Linked DNA regions of Sus scrofa: all the other regions are linked to region 1. Evidence: chromatin contacts called from public HiChIP or PLAC-seq data. All regions are on one chromosome and are shown on one strand. The core of a region is the stretch at or near the end of the contact, and the rest is flanking DNA. Distances in the headings are between cores, read along the strand shown.

Region 1 (5,111 bases), core at 1,353-3,852:
AGCCTGGCAAGAGGGGCTGCTGGCCTCAGAGTCTGATGAGTGAGGAGCAAAACCTCCCTTTTGGAAATGGACAGGTCCTGTGCAAATGCTCTTACTGGTGGTGGTGCTAATAGTTAATATGTGGTAACAGCTACTGGAGTTTCTGTTCAGCTGGGGAGAGGTTCTAGGCAGGAATCACTGTGGGCAAGTGGAGAATCCCTGGTCCTAACCAAACCTGATAACGTGATTTCAACTGAACAGGCTCGGTGTCATGGGATCCTGTTTCGGAAGTGACTGGAAGGTAGAGGAAGGCCCTGGATGTGGCACCGGCATGCCTGACTCCGAGGCTGGGCTTTGCTGCTTGCAGGATACTTAACATTTGGCCACACACAAGGTCCCTGTGAGCCTTGGCTTCCTCATCTATAAACTGGGCGTCCAGGAGTTCCCATCATGGCGCGGCGGAAGCAAATCTGATTAGGATCCATGTGGTTGCGGGTTCGATCCTTGGCCTCGCTCAGTGAGTTAAGGATCTGGCGTTGCCGTGAGCTGTGGTGTAGGTCACAGATGCAGCTCGGATCTGGCATGGCTGTGGCTGTGGTGTAGGCAGGCAGCTGTAGCTCCGATTCGACCCCTAGCCTGGGAACCTCCATATGCCATGGGTGTGGCCCTAAAAAAAAATGGGGATCCATTCTGTTTCTAAGAGTCAAATGCCACTGCTTGCTATAAAAATACATAGAACTCTCTAAATACGAATGATGTCTGCGAGCTGCTGCAGCAGAGGTTCCCTTAGACAGTGTAGCGGTGCTAACGGTGACAGGGACGGGAACGGACTTAGCTGGAGGAGAGCTGCTGGCCATCAGGAGAAGTTCTACATTCTGTGTCCACGTATGAACTTGTTTAGGCTTCCGAGCAGCCTTGTAAAGTAGTCCTGGTTACTCTCCCCATTTTATAGATGAGGAAACTGAGGTTCAGAGAGATTAACCTTGTCTGAGCCCTTGCAGGTAGTAAGTGGTAGAGCCAGAATTCCAACCCAGGCCCTGAGATCCGGAAGGGAAAGGAGAGAGCGCATTCTGGGGCGGGAGTCAGGGACTTCTAGGCTCACAGAGCCCGTCAGATCGTCTGATGGCTGGTATCGCCGGGGTAAGCTTGACCCCCGCCCCCAGCCTCAGGGATGCTGTGGAGTCGGTGGGCTCGCGCCTCCAGGACACAGAGGCTCCCATGAGAGTCGCAGAGTCGAATCAGAGGACCGTGAGTCCCTCGTGTCGCTCATAGGGCCTTCACAGGACTTGTAGGGAACGGGTGGGGATGGGGTCTCGCCGGCCCCTGCTCATGAACCGCCTTGCCTGTCAGCAGGTGCGTGGGCCCCAAACCCAGTTCTTTCCCTTGAAAAGACTGAGCACTTCACAGACTCCTGGCCCCCAGGACCTGCTCAGGACCAGGCCCAGGCGCTGGGGCCGTAGCCAAACCCTGCCATTGAATCCCTCAGCCACTGCTTATGTAATCAAGAGTGGAGGCTCTAATCCGCGCCTGCTGCTGCTGCTGCTGCTGCTGCTGCAAAGCCCACTTTACACAGTTACACACAGGGACCCGAGCGGCACCACTGGCAATGGGACCCGAGTCAGCCTGGCTCAGGGCTGCGCCACCACCCCTCCATAAGTGGCTTCCAGAGGTGGGATGAGACAGGCACCTCTTCCCCCCCTACCCCCCTTACACACAGCCTTCACCTTGTTCACTGCCCCCTCCTCCTGCATCCCCAACAGCTTGTGGACACTAGGCCGTGGTGCACACACACCCACAGGCTCCCAGGCTCATCCTCGTGCCCCCCTCCCCCCCGGCTGAGTGCTTCCTCGGCTCCCCCACAAGCCTGTGCTCCTCCTCCCCCGCCTCTGCACGCTCATCCCCACATCCCTACACCTACACTCACACGCACACTGTCTCACACACACTGTCACACACACACACACTCATGCTCCCTCCTCCTCTCCCCAAATTCCACCCCTCCTGCCTCCCAAATCCAGGCCTCTAGACTGGCTGGAAAGCCCCAGAAAGCAGGGTTTGGGGCTTCCTCATTATCAAGGGAGGAGGAAGCTCCAGATCTCACCCAGGAAGTCCTGAGTGGCCTTGCTTACTGCTGAGGTCCTCAGGTCAGGCCGTCCCTGGGGCATCACCTGGGGCCTTACCACCTACTCGGCCTGCCGGAGGGCAGGTGACGCATCTGTCATTGCCCCACTGGTCCAGATCGCCCACATCTAAGCCCAGCTCTTTCTCTGACCGTCAGTGGAGCCGACATCACTCCCTCCCCAGCGTCTTTCCCTTTTTGGGGACCCAGATCTGGCCCAAGGGTGAGGTCTGGTCTGCCAGGCCCATGGGGGGCTTCAGGCCAGGGTCAAGGTTTCCCCCAGGAGAATCCTTGTCATCCTCTTCTCTCCCGTCCAAGGGTACACCCAGGATCCCTAAAAGAACAACTCTGAGAGGGAGACAGTCAGCGATTCTAAACCCTGCTTCACAGTCCAGGAGACTGAGGCCTGAGGCTGGCAGCTCTCCTCCTAGCTGTGCCGGCAGGCGCTGCCCATTGCCAATCCCTCCTGGTGCCCTTTGTTCTGCTTCACTGGCCATGTGACCGGCCCCATTCTGCCCTCTGTGGTTCACTAGGCAGCCACGGAGGGTGGTGCCAGCAGCTAGAGCCCTCACCCTACCCCTGCCCCCACCCCAGGCCAGGCTGCTCAGGGCCCCCCAGCTCCCACGTCATCCCCCTCTGCTTGCCCCCTGGGTCTTGGGAAGGGGTTCCAGGGCCCCCTCCCCCAAGCTGGTCCCCTCCCTCTCCCCTCTCTTCCGACCCCCACCATTGCATTGCAGGTCCTCCTCCCCAACCCCTTCTCCCCCTTAAGAATCACATGAGGGGCCCGTCGTGGCGCAGCAGAAATGAATCCGACTAGGAACCATGAGGTTGCAGGTTCGATCCCTGGCCTCGCTCAGTGGGTTAAGGATGTGGCGTGGCTATGAGGTGTGGCATAGATCGCAGATGCGGCTCAGATCTGGCGTTGCTGTGGCTGTGGTGTAGGCGGCAGCTGTAGCTCCAATTAGACCCTTATCGTGGGAACCTCCATATGCTGCGGGTGCGGCCCTCAAAAAAAAAAAAAAAGAGTCACATGAGCATGAGGCTTTATTTGTTCCTGGGCATGGTCAGGGGATAGGGGATTTGGTTAACAGAGGCCTGTGAGAGAGAATCCCAGCTCTGCACGTCAACTTCCTCATCCGTAAAATGGGTCTAGCAGTAGCATCCACCTCACAGGGTCATTGTGGAGGGTAAGGAGGGGGAGCACAAGGCCAGTGCCAGTAAATGCCATCTGCCTTCCCCATGGACAGTGGCCGCATCACCATTGGGACCAGTATAGGTGGTGAGCACTTGGCCGGGTGGGTTAGACTTGGCATCAGACAGACCTGGGTTGGAATCCCAGTGCAACCGCGTATTGTGTGACTTGAGGCATATTACCTGCCCTCTCTGAGCTGGTGTCCTTGTCTGCAAAAGGGGGAAATACTGCCTGTTCATGAAGGCTTCTGGGAGGTGGGAGCCCCTGTGTAGTCTCTGAGCACAGGAGGGCACTTTTGGTCACTGGATGAGTGTCAGCTATTATTCTCCAGGGAGCCCAAGGTGAGGCCGTGGGAGAGCCACTCTGACTTCGGGGACAGTGCCAGGGCTTCAGGCCAGTGAGGGGGTCCTGGGGAAAGCTGGTCTTCTCTGCTCCCTGGGCTCCCCCTCCTGCCAAGAGCTGGGCTGGGCCCCGGGTGGGGAAGGCTGGCGGGAACAGCGGGGCTGCTGTCAGTGGCTATTCTCAGAACAGGGAGGACTCAAACAGGCTGTGATTCAGAGCCTGTGCCCACTTCAGCCAGGACAAGTGTGTCACATGCCACCTGGGGACTCAGAGGGCACACTCAGCTGTTGACAGTGTTTGAACCCCTGTTCATAATGAGCAGACATTTAGAGAGTGCTCCCTCTGTGCTAGGCACTGTGTTAATCACTACAGGTAACTCTCACCAAAAAGCAGAAATAGCAATAGGTACAAACCCCTCCCTTCTTCCCATGAGACAACTCAGGCCCAGAGAGGTTCCAAGACTCCTTCAGAGCCACACAGCTCCAAGTGGACAAGCCCAGCCTGGGACTCGCCAGCGCCAGCTCCAAAGCTACTCCTTCACCCTCTCTCTCCTCTACTGTCTTAAGCAGGAGAGGGGAGGGGAGCAGTTAGTAGGTGAAGGGAGCAGGGCATTCCAGGCAGGCGGACCACAGGACCAGTCGGGCTGAGCATTTTGAGCACCCAGTGCCAGGTAGTGGCAGGAGCGCAGGAGGTGGAGTCTTTTTAAATTTATTTATTTATTTATTTATTGTCTTCTTAGGGCTGCCCTCTGGGCATATGGAGGCTCCCAGGCTAGGGGTCAAATCGGAGCTGTGGCAACCGGCCTACACCACAGCCACAGCCACACAGGATCCAAGCTGCATCTGCCACCTACACCACAGCTCACAGCAACGCTGGATCGTTCACCCACTGAGCAAAGTCAGGGATCAAACCTGTGTCCTCATGGGTATGAGTCAGATTCATTTTCACTGAGCCACGACGGGAACTCCAGGAGGTGGAATCTTCACTAGACCACTTCCTGGCTGTGGGACGGCTTCAGGCCTCAGTTGAGGAGACTGTGAAATGGGGTTAATTCTTGCCCTTCTTACCTGTTGAGGTCAAAGCACTGTGTACTTGAGAATGCTTCCGACTGGGGGGATGGGGAGCCCTTCTGGAGAGACTGATCAGCCCCAGGTGCCCTGCCCCCTCAGGGCTCTGGGCTGGCAGCCCCGTCTTCCTACTGCTGGAAGTGCAGAAAGAGGCTGGCTCTCCACCTTCCCCCAGAGAATGAATGAGCTGCAGGCCTACTTCAGGCCAAGCGTATTACAGGGAAGCAGTGGTGTCCTGCCTCACAGTGAGGAATGGGGGACAGTGGCTCCAGGTTGGCACCATCTGACCAGCCCAGGCCCCTTGGGGCTCTCTGTGGGCCTCAGTCCCACCCAGTGTCAGAGCTGGGCATGCTCACCCCACCCGCTGTCCTTCCCACCTACCATTTAAAATCCAGTTCTCTGAGCAGGTTGC
Region 2 (5,111 bases), core at 1,585-4,084, 230 kb after region 1:
CCTGAGAATTTAGGTCCTTGTCACTCTGAAAACCAGGTCCTGACCTGGTTTCCACAAGGAAAAGGCTTGCTTCATCTGATGACCTTGCTTGCATACTTTGTAGCATTAAGTACTTGTCTGAGCAAGCCTGTCTCCTCACAGACGACTAAAAACACTCTATGAAGAGGGACCCTTCACCAGAGTTAATAACAGAAAACACTGTCCAAATCCAAGGCATGAATATAATTAAAGTCACATTGTATTTCCTGTTGGTCTCTGAGGCAGACATTAAAGTCTTATCTTCAATAGGACATTTAGAATGCCTGTCATAGAAAATTATCATTAAATGATAGTGCAGAAAAGAAATACAAAAATCTCTCATACCATTATTAATGTGATTTGTCTTAAGTCTTACAGTGGAATGCTGAAAATGTGCCAATAAATTAGTTCAAGAAATGATGCAAAATTACTTATTAATGAAGGGCTCAAACAAGCACCAATTATACTGCAGTACAAGCTTGCAAATATTTCCGTAAGTAATTCCCACTCCATATTTAGGTAGCACTGCTGTCCTGAAATAGAGTTTTAACTAAAGAACAACCCCCCCTTGGCTAAGAAGGCAGCTGCAAGCCTTTCCAGCTATGCCGTCACTATACCACCCTTCTTGTAATAATGTAACAACTGTGTGCCCTTTGTCCAAGCCAGCAGCCCTGCTAATCATGTACCCAACATTGCTTATCAGTTCCGCTTCTGTAACTTTGCTCGCTCAGTTTCTTAGGGAGGAACACTGTCTGCTTGGGGATGGAGGGAGGTCCGGGATGCTTACATGGGAAAATCAAGACCTTGTAATGTATAAAAGCTACTGAGAACAAAGACCTGGTGCTCAGACTCTGGAGGTGACTCCTCTGAGCCCGCACCGGTGCTGAATAAACCTTGCTTTTCCATATCTCCGAGTGCTGTTTGTCTCCTTCCATTGCCACGGTTTTTGCGGTTTCCGCAACAGTCCAAAATAAATAAAGAATCAAGAAGAATCATCATTAATTTATACAGAAAACTTAGTTTACTAATAAATTTTCCAGTTCACAAACTTAATCATAGCTTCTGGTTTTAAAAAAGGCAATAAACTGTTAATGTCTGTGCTTGGATTCATAGATCATGGAGCGTATTTATGTTCTAGGTGATAGAAGGCACTGGCGGAAGAAAATTCCCTGGCATTTAATAAGTTCAAGGGAAGTCTTAATATAAGGACAGAGGAATCACACAGCTGGGGCTATCAGTGCTTAAAGAAAGACAATGAGTTCCCTGGTGGCCTAGCAGGTTAAGGATCCAGCATTGTCAATGCTGTGGCTCAGGTCATTGCTGTGGCTCGGTTCTATTCCTGGCTGGGGAACTTTTGCATGCCAGCAGTGTGTTCCCACCGCCAGCCCCTCCTTGCAGAAAGGGAGAAAACCTGAGGATGCTTAATCACCAATTCAAGGCAACATGTGAAACTCTCCTTGGCAGCAAGTAAAGATTCTCATCAGGTCTGGGATTTAACCATCCCAGGAATGGAGCTCTGGAGAAGGTCAAGTTCTCAACCAAGCCCTTTATCAACCTTGATAAAGAAGGAGTGGGACTCAGAGACTTGGGATAGCAACATCTGGGCTGATGCACTCGATAATCTTGAATCTCCAGATTCCACTGAACCCTTTGGACCTACAGAAGTGACCCTTCCTCCATGTTAAGGGCTCCCTCTTGCTTTTAGGTGATACAGAGCCTCTGCTTTGTAAGACAAGATGCATCCGCCTCCTGGCCACCAGGCAAAGAACCAGAGTCAAGTCACAACATCCAGCCTGGGAAGTATTACAAGAACTTGCCAACATGTACTGGCAGGAGTCAGAGCAAATCCGGGACTGGATTCTGAGGATGAGGACCAAAGGGGCAGAATATAAAGTTTTATTAGAGAGAATTTATTAGTATGGAGCACTCTCCTGATGCAGGATTTCACTCCCTGCCAAGAACCCCAGAGAAAGGTGCTAGGATAGCTCCTGAAGCCTGAGCATGGCAATGGCCCACCCTAAGTGAAGTGAAAAGGCCCAAACTGCCATGGCTGGTGGTAGAAGAAGGGGTGAAACTGTTATAGAAAGTGAGGTCTGCATGAGGTTGAGGGATCAATCCCTGGCCTCACTCAGTGGGTTAAGGATCTGGCATTGCCGTGAGCTGTGCTGTAGGTCACAGACACGGCTCAGATCTGGTGTTGCTGTGGCTGTGGTGTAGGCCAGTGGCTACAGCTCTGACTAGACCCCTAGCCTGGGAACCTCCATATGCCGAGGGTACAGCCCTAGAAAAGACAAAAAGAAAAAAAGAAAAAAAAAATGTGGTCTGGATGCTCCCTGCTCTAAAGCCAATAAAGAGGCAAGGCTGGTGGAAAGGAAAGTTTGCTTTATTTCAGATGCCAGCAATGGGGGTCTGGGGTGTGGGTGGACTCCTGCCCAAAGGCCAACTCCCCCCCACTGACAATCAGTGGGCAAAGATTTTATAGGTGGAGGGAGGGGCTACATGCAGAAACAGCACAGTCAGCTCTGACAGTCCTCTTGAAATTGGTCCTGCAGTGGTCTAACCAGTGTTACCTTGATAGTTTAAGTACAGCTAATCTTTAGTTCCAAGGATTCTTGCCACATCCAGCACTGCAGGGGAATGGGAGATCCTGAAAGAGGAATAGCGCGGTATAACAAAACACACAAGACTCTGTTACATCTAGAAAGTGGGGGACCAGGAGGCACTCTGTTCTGCAGAACAAAGGCGCCTAGGCTTTAGCCCACATGACTTTTATTAAGGGAAGGTGACGTATGTAGGTTAGTCAGCAAAATCAGGCGTAGGCAATGACAAAGCTATCTCGTAGTGAATAACGAAGGACACTGCTAGCATCAAAGTTACTGGTGCACACCTCTGGGGCATAGCGCAGCTGCTTATAGAACAGCATGGCTAAGGCATAACTCCTTTGTCTTTGAAGAAGACCCTGTACCTTAGAACTTTGTGTCAGCAGACATGCTTTTCTGGTTTTGCCATCATAAGCATTCCTTTGTTTATTGTGCTTTTGTAAGTACACCAAGTTTGCTTTCTGCAGAGTTCAGCAGTTCAGTGGTCTCCAACAGTTTTTATTGCTTTTTTTTTTTTTTTCCTGCCACATGGAGGTTCCCAGGCTAGGGGGTCTAACCGGAGCTGTAGCTGTCAACCTACACCACAGCCACAGCAACACCAGATGCTTAACCCACTAAGTGAGGTCAAAGATCAAACCACATCCTTTGTTAACCACTGGGCCACAAGAGGAACTCCAGTTCCAAGGTTTGTTCCCATTTCTTTGAGGCCAGTTCTTGGAGTTGTGGCAGCTTAATGGCATGGCTACCACAGGCTGGTCATCATGTAGTTAACTTCTTCCACCTCATGGGGGTTTCTTTTTTTTTTTTTTTTTTTTTTTTTTTTTTTTTTTTGTCTTCTTGCCTTTTTCTGGGGCTGCTCCCACGGCATATGGAGGTTTCCAGGCTAGGGGTCGAATCAGAGCTGTAGCCACCGGCCTACACCAGAGCCACAGCAACGCGGGATCTGAGCCGCGTCTGCGACCTACACCATAGCTCACGGCAACGCCAGATCCTTAACCCACTGAGCGAGGCCAGGGATCGAACCCGCAACCTCATGGTTCCTAGTTGGATTCGTTAACCACTGAGCAACAACGGGAACTCCCAAGGTTTCAGTAACTGTAAGACAGCTCGTAGGACATGGCTCAGAAAATTATCTATAGCCCTTGAGGAGGAATGAAAGGTCCTTGACTTTGCTTAATGGCTAAACTATTATTATTTGTTCTCATTTGACTGTTTTCCTTTACTCCTGTATCTCCTGTATTTTCTCACTTCTCTGATTAAACTTATTCTTTTTTTTTTTTTTTTTTTGTCTTTTGTCTGTTGTTGTTGCTATTTCTTGGGCCGCTCCCGCGGCATGTGGAGGTTCCCAGGCTAGGGGTCTAATCAGAGCTTCAGCCACTGGCCTACACCAGAGCCACAGCAACGTGGGATCCCAGCCGCGTCTGCAACCTACACCACAGCTCACGGCAACGCCAGATCGCTAACCCACTGAGCAAGGGCAGGGACCGAACCCGCAACCTCATGGTTCCTAGTCGGATTCGTTAACCACTGCACCACAACGGGAACTCCTGATTAAACTTATTCTTTAGCTAAAGTTTTTCTACAGAGAAAAAGCAGATGGAAGACATGGAGTGGAAGGACCACAGGGTCTGCTCTGTTCCAAAATGGCTCAAAGGAGAGGGCCTACTAGACCAGGTTATCCAACGGAGGGCCTGCAAGACTGCCCAGCTGTGTTCTCTGGGAGGGCACATGGGACACTCTTAGCCAAGCCTGTAGGAGGGGCATCAGCATCACTGAGAAGTTCATGCTGGCCGTATGCCCCATAGGCCAAGGCTGAGGGTGGGAGATGCTGTTACAGATCAGGGCTCCCTGAGAGTAATGGGGATAAGAGGAGCCTAGACTAACAGAGGCCAAGTGGTAGCACTTATCTGTCAGAAGTGGCCATGATTCTAATAATGAGCAGCAAGTTCAGACAGGCAGCCAGAGGCCCTGACACTCAGAGAGCCATGAAAATGGTTATAGGACATGGTGTTCCTAGAGGCAAGACAAGGAGGCAACCAGAAACAGCACTGCTTAGAATTCCTGTCCTTTTTCTATCATTTAAGATGAACACAGGAGTTCCCGTTGTGGCTCAGTGGAAATGAATCTGACCAGTATCCATGAAGATGTGGGTTCGATCCCTGGCCCTGCTCCACGGACTAAGGATCTGGCAGTGCTGTGAGCTGCGGTGTGGGTCACAGAGGTGGCTTGGATCTGGCATTGCTGTGGCTGCGGTGTAGGCCAGCAGTTGGAGCTCCCATTCAACCCCTAGCCTGGGAACATCCATGTGCCACAGGTGTGGCCCTAAAAAGGAGGGGAAAAGAAACAAGATGAACTCAGAGATTCAAGAGGAACCAGTGGGTGCCTCTTCCATAGGCATCTTTTCCAGTTCTCTACTTCCCATTCCCACTACCCATTCTCCACCTCCTCCCCCACCCCCACCTGTTACCCGGCTGCATGGCTTTCATGGTTTCC
Region 3 (5,111 bases), core at 1,929-4,428, 210 kb after region 1:
TTGTTCTTTTTTATGGCTGAGTAGTATTCCATTGTGTATATATACCACATCTTCCTAATCTAATCATCTGTCATGGACATCTGGGTTGTTTCCATGTCTTGGCTATTGTGAATAGTGTTGCAATGGACATGCGGGTGCATGTGTCTTTTTCAAGGGAAGTTTTGTCCGGATATATGTCCAAGAGTGAGATTGCTGGGTCATATGGTAGTTCTATGTACAGTTTTCTATGGTACCTCCATACTGTTCTCCATGGTGGTTGTACCAGCTTACATTCCCACCAACAGTGCAGAAGGGTTCCCTTTTCTCCACATCCCCTCTAGCATTCATTATTTGTGGACTTATTAATAATGGCCAGAATTGTTTTTATAATTTCCTTTTCAGAGTGTTCATTGCTAGTATATAAAAATGCAACTGATTTTTGTTTTGTTTTGTTTTGCTTTGCTTTTTTAGGGCCCCACCTGTGGCACATGGAAGTTCCCAGGCTGGGGTCCAATTTGATCTGCAGCTGCCAACCTATGGCAGAGCCAGCTCCTGCTCAGATGCAATCCCTGGCCCAGGAACTTCCATATACCGTGGGTATGGCCATAAAAAAGATAATTTTTAAAATATGCTAAGGTGAATTGTCACTCTTACAGTGTGAGATGTGTATACAGCATTTTCCAAACTTATTTGAACACAGAATGCCACTCCCACCTTTAAAAAAATATCTCCTAGAACTAGTTTTTCAGGGGTTATACTGAGATAGGTTGTTTCAGAGGCTCTCCGAGGTGCCTTCCAGGTGAGAATGATGTCTATGGTGGGTTGAATCGTGCTCCCCAAAGATATGTCCACTCAGAAGCTCAGAACATGACCTGATTTGGAATAAGGGTCTTTGCAGATGAAATTAAGGGAAGGATCTTTTTTTTTTTAGGGCTGCACCTGTGGCACATGGAAATTTCCAAGCTAGGGGTCGAATCAGAGCTCTAGTTGCCAGTCTATACCACAGCCATAGCGATGCCAGATCTGAGCCGAGTCTGCAACCTACACCATAGCTCACAGCAACGCTGGATCCTTAATGCACTGAGCAAGGCCAGGCCTTGAACCTGTGTCCTCATGGATATTAGTTGGATTCTTAGCGCACAGTGCCAAAGTCCATGATTTTTGTGTATTGACTTTTGTATCCTGCTACTTTGCTGAATTTGAAACCAAGCAGGGCTCTATATAGCCCTCCCCAGTACAAAAGTCTTTCCGTGCCCCCCATTTCTTGTTTGTGAGAAGAAGGTTTTAGCCTCCTAGACCTCCCCTGAGATTCAAAGGGCATATCTAAATAGCCGCTAATTAGGGGTGTGAGGGATTATAAAGGAAACAGTAGTTCAGGAGTTCCCATTGTGGCTCAGCCAGTTAAGAACCCAATTAGCAGCCATAAATATTCGGGTACGATCCCTGGCCTCACTCAGTGGATCAGGGATCCAGCGTTATTGTGAGCTGTGGTGTAGGTCACAGACACAGCTTGGATCCTGTGTTGCTGTGGCTGTGGCGTAGGCGGGCAGCTATAGCTCTGATTCGACCCCTAGCATGGGAACTTCCATGTGCTGCAGGTGCAGCCTTGAAAAGGCAAAAAAAGAAAAAAAAGAAACAAATAGTGCACTGATGGGGCAGGATCCTGTTTCCTCCTCAAGGAATATGTATGACAATCTGATACATATCTTGGCCTACTCCTCCCACAGCCTCCCACAGAGCTGGAGGATGGTAACTTCAGGCTGAGCATAAGCACATGACCCCACACTAGTTAGAATTGGAAGGAAGATTAGTAAAGAAAGGTCACACACCTTGCAGACCTCCCCCCAAAGCTTGCTATAAAAACTCTTCCCCCAAAACCATCGGGGATTTGGGATCTAGTCCTAGATCTGTTCAAATATTCTATTTCTTCATGATCTAGTCTTGGTAGAGTTTGTGTTACTAAGAGGGAAGGAAGGAGGGCAACAATAATGATGCTTCTCCTCTTGGTCTGCCTTTCTAAGATCAGAAGCGGAAATCGGCCATCAGAGCACAGATCTGATGCTTGGAGAAGAGGGTTCTTTTTGTCCACTCTGCTTCCTACAGCTGTGTGCAAAGTGCTCCAGGAACACAGACACAGCTGCCTGCAACCTGGCTGAGGATGGGGGATGGGTATATGCTACTGGGCTTAGAGCTGAAACTGACTGAAATTAAGTGCAATTTACCGGCTGAGCCTTCCGCTGGAAGTTGCAAGCCATTTATAAATGCCAGAGCTCTGGAGTTCTCCTCCTTGTGCAGTGGTTAGCGAATCCCACCAGGAACCATGAGGTTGTGGGTTCGGTCCCTGCCCTTACTCAGTGGGTTGATGGTCCGGCGTTGCCGAGAGCTGTGGTGCAGGTTGCAGACGCGGCGCGGATCCCGTGTTGCTGTGGCTCTGGCATAGGCCGGTGACTACAGCTCCGATTAGACCCCTAGCCTGGGAACCTCCATACACCGCTGGAGCGGCCCAAGAAATAGCAAAGACAAAAAAAAAAAAAAAAAAAAAAAAAAAAAAAAGAAGAAGAAGAAGAAGAAGGAAAATGAAAAAGAAAAGAAAAGAAAAAAAAGAAAAAATAAATAAATTCCAGAGCTCCAAAACAGTTAATCAGACAGTTTCTGCTTCTTCCAGCTCCATCAAATTCCCAGAATCCTTTCAGCAGGATTATAATTTAAGAATGCCCATTAGAAAATATTCAATTGTGTTAGCTGAGATTTGACCAATAATTTATTCAAAACTTGCTTTAGTTTTCTGCCAACATTTTCTTTTTTTCTTTTTTCTCTTATTTATTTATTTATTTATTTTTGCTTTTTAGGGCTGCACCTGCAGCATATGAAGGTCCCCAGGCTAGGGGTCGAATCGGAGCTATAGCTGCTGGTCTACGCCACAGCCACAGCAATGCCAGATCCAAGCCACATCTGCGACCTATACCACAGCTCTTGGCAAAGCCGGATGCTTAACTCACTGAGCGAAGCCAGGGATCAAACCCGCAACCTCATGGTTCCTAGTCAGATTCGTTTCTGCTGCATCACAATGGGAACTTCCCCGCCAACATTTTCTCAGAATAAAGGATGTTAAGAAATTTGATCAGAGGCCTAAGATCATTTTAGGTTTTGACACAGCAAGAGCAGAACTTTCAACAAGTAAACCGCAAACTTGTCACACTGCACATTTTTTCCATATGCCCAGTCCCCTAGATTTTCTTATAACTGACTCCACCTGCTCCCTCCATAATGACTGTTGGGATGGCAGAGCAGCCATTTTTCACAAAGCGGTTCTACTTCTCAGACCACAGCTGACTGGTTTGGGGCTGGGTAGTGATCCAGTCTGGGCCGTAAGAGCCCTTCCATGAGAATTTTGAATTTGGAGCTCAGTGTCTATAATCTCTAGACTGCTCAAGAAGAAAGCCATTAGAGAGTTCCCATAGTGACTCAGTGGGTTAAGAACCTGACTAGAATCCATGAGGATGCCGGTTTGATCCCTGACCTTGCTCAGTGGGTTAAGGATCCAGCGTTGCCGAGAGCTGTGGTATAGGTTGCAGACGAGGCTTGGATCCTGCTTTGCTGTGGCTGTGGGGTAGGCCAGCAGCTGCAGCTCCAATTGGACCCCTAGCCTGGGAACCTCCATCTGCTGCGGGTGCGGCCCGCAGCAGAAAAAAAGCAAAAGAAAAAAAGCAAAAACAAAGAAACCCCCACACAAAAAAGAAAGCCATTTGAGGAGTACCCTGGTGGTCTAGCGGGTAAAGGATACAACATTGTCACTGCTGTGGCTTGGGTTACTGCTGTCGTGTGGGTTCTACCACTGGCTGTGGCCAAAAACAACCCCAGAAGTCCATTAGATAGAGAGGAGCGACCGGGGCCTCTGTCAGCCACTTTGTGAACTGTCACCCAGTCCAAGCTCATAACTGCTAGCCACACTCCAGGCCAATGAATAAAGCTGTTGGGGCAAGGAAGAGCAACTTTATTAGGAAAGGCAGCAGTCAGAGAAGATGGTAGACTAGTGTCCCCCAAAACCATCTTACCCAAGTTAGAATTCAAGCTGCTTTTATACTAAAGTGGAGCAGGTGTGGCTGGCTGGTGCAAACTTCTTGCTGCCCAGTTCCTTTGTTCTTGCAGCTGTCCACGTAGGACGGGTCACCGTTTGCCTATAAACTACCAGCAAGACAGGAGTTATTATCTATCTATGACTTTTTTCTTTTTCAGTCGTACCCCCAGCATATGGGAGTTCCTTGGCCAGGGATTGAATCTGAGCCACAGCTTCGACCTAGGCCACAGTGACTTATGTATGCCACAGCCATGGCAACCCTGGATTCTTTTGGGGGGGGGGGGCTCCACCCAAGGCATGTGGAGGTTCCCAGGCTAGAGGTGAAATCAGAGCCGTAGCTGCTGGCCTTCACCACAGTCACACCAATGACAGATCCAAGCTGTGTCTGCAGCCTACACCACAGCTCACAACAATGCTGGATCCTTAACCCACTGAGCGAGGCCAGGGATCGAACCTGCATCCTCATGGATGCTAGTCAGATTCCTTTCCAGTAAGGCATGATGGGAAAAACCCTGGATTCTTAACCACTGCGCCAGGCTAGGGATTGAACTGGCGCCACCACAGAGACAAAGCCAGATCCTTAACCTGCTGCACCACAGCAGGAACTCTGAACTTTTTTTTTTTTTTTTTTTTTGGTTGTACCTGCTGCACGCAGAAGTTCCTGGGCCAGGGATTGAACTCACATCACAGCAGCAAACCAAGCTGCTGCAGTGACAATGCCAGATCCTTAACCCACTGAGTCACAAAGGAACTCCTTGTCTGCAACTTTTTATCTCTATATGAATAGAAAAATGTTATACATTTAAAGGTCAGAGCCTTGGGAATGGGCTATTACACATATTTCAAGCTATACGCAACATTCTTTTACAAAGGTGCAGAGCCAGCATGACTCAGCGCAAGGCAGCAGAGCACAAAGGATAGAGCTAAAAGAACAAATCCAAAATGGAGTCAGGTTTGTTCTTCACTGTTACAAAACTGGTTGAATGAGAAAAAAAGCCAGTATTCAGAAGAAAACGGAGACAGGAGACAGAGAATGTGTCCTAATGGCCATGAG

Evidence for each region. HiChIP or PLAC-seq counts read pairs in DNA pulled down with a chosen protein or histone mark.
Region 2: an H3K27ac HiChIP or PLAC-seq map of alveolar macrophages shows a contact between it and region 1. The contact joins two enhancer-like sites. A contact is called at or near these places in 1 of 47 Hi-C or Micro-C datasets (embryonic fibroblasts) and 1 of 2 datasets of contacts at active chromatin or transcription factors (alveolar macrophages).
Region 3: an H3K27ac HiChIP or PLAC-seq map of alveolar macrophages shows a contact between it and region 1. The contact joins two enhancer-like sites. A contact is called at or near these places in 1 of 47 Hi-C or Micro-C datasets (embryonic fibroblasts) and 1 of 2 datasets of contacts at active chromatin or transcription factors (alveolar macrophages).

Annotation. Positions count from the first base shown.
Region 1 is chr12:26,280,764-26,285,874 of Sscrofa11.1, forward strand. The region is part of intron 2 of PDK2 (pyruvate dehydrogenase kinase, isozyme 2); the gene reads left to right. Among named protein-coding and RNA genes, the nearest start is that of PDK2, 8.8 kb to the left of the region's middle. Within about 2 kb of position 2,603, at least 24 of the 83 cell types and tissues checked have an H3K27ac peak or open chromatin away from gene starts, as enhancers often do. A contact at or near this core is called in alveolar macrophages, where this site is marked.
Region 2 is chr12:26,514,552-26,519,662 of Sscrofa11.1, forward strand. No RefSeq gene overlaps it. Among named protein-coding and RNA genes, the nearest start is that of TMEM92, 50 kb to the left of the region's middle. Within about 2 kb of position 2,835, at least 4 of the 83 cell types and tissues checked have an H3K27ac peak or open chromatin away from gene starts, as enhancers often do. A contact at or near this core is called in alveolar macrophages, where this site is marked.
Region 3 is chr12:26,490,648-26,495,758 of Sscrofa11.1, forward strand. No RefSeq gene overlaps it. Among named protein-coding and RNA genes, the nearest start is that of TMEM92, 27 kb to the left of the region's middle. Within about 2 kb of position 3,179, at least 1 of the 83 cell types and tissues checked has an H3K27ac peak or open chromatin away from gene starts, as enhancers often do. A contact at or near this core is called in alveolar macrophages, where this site is marked.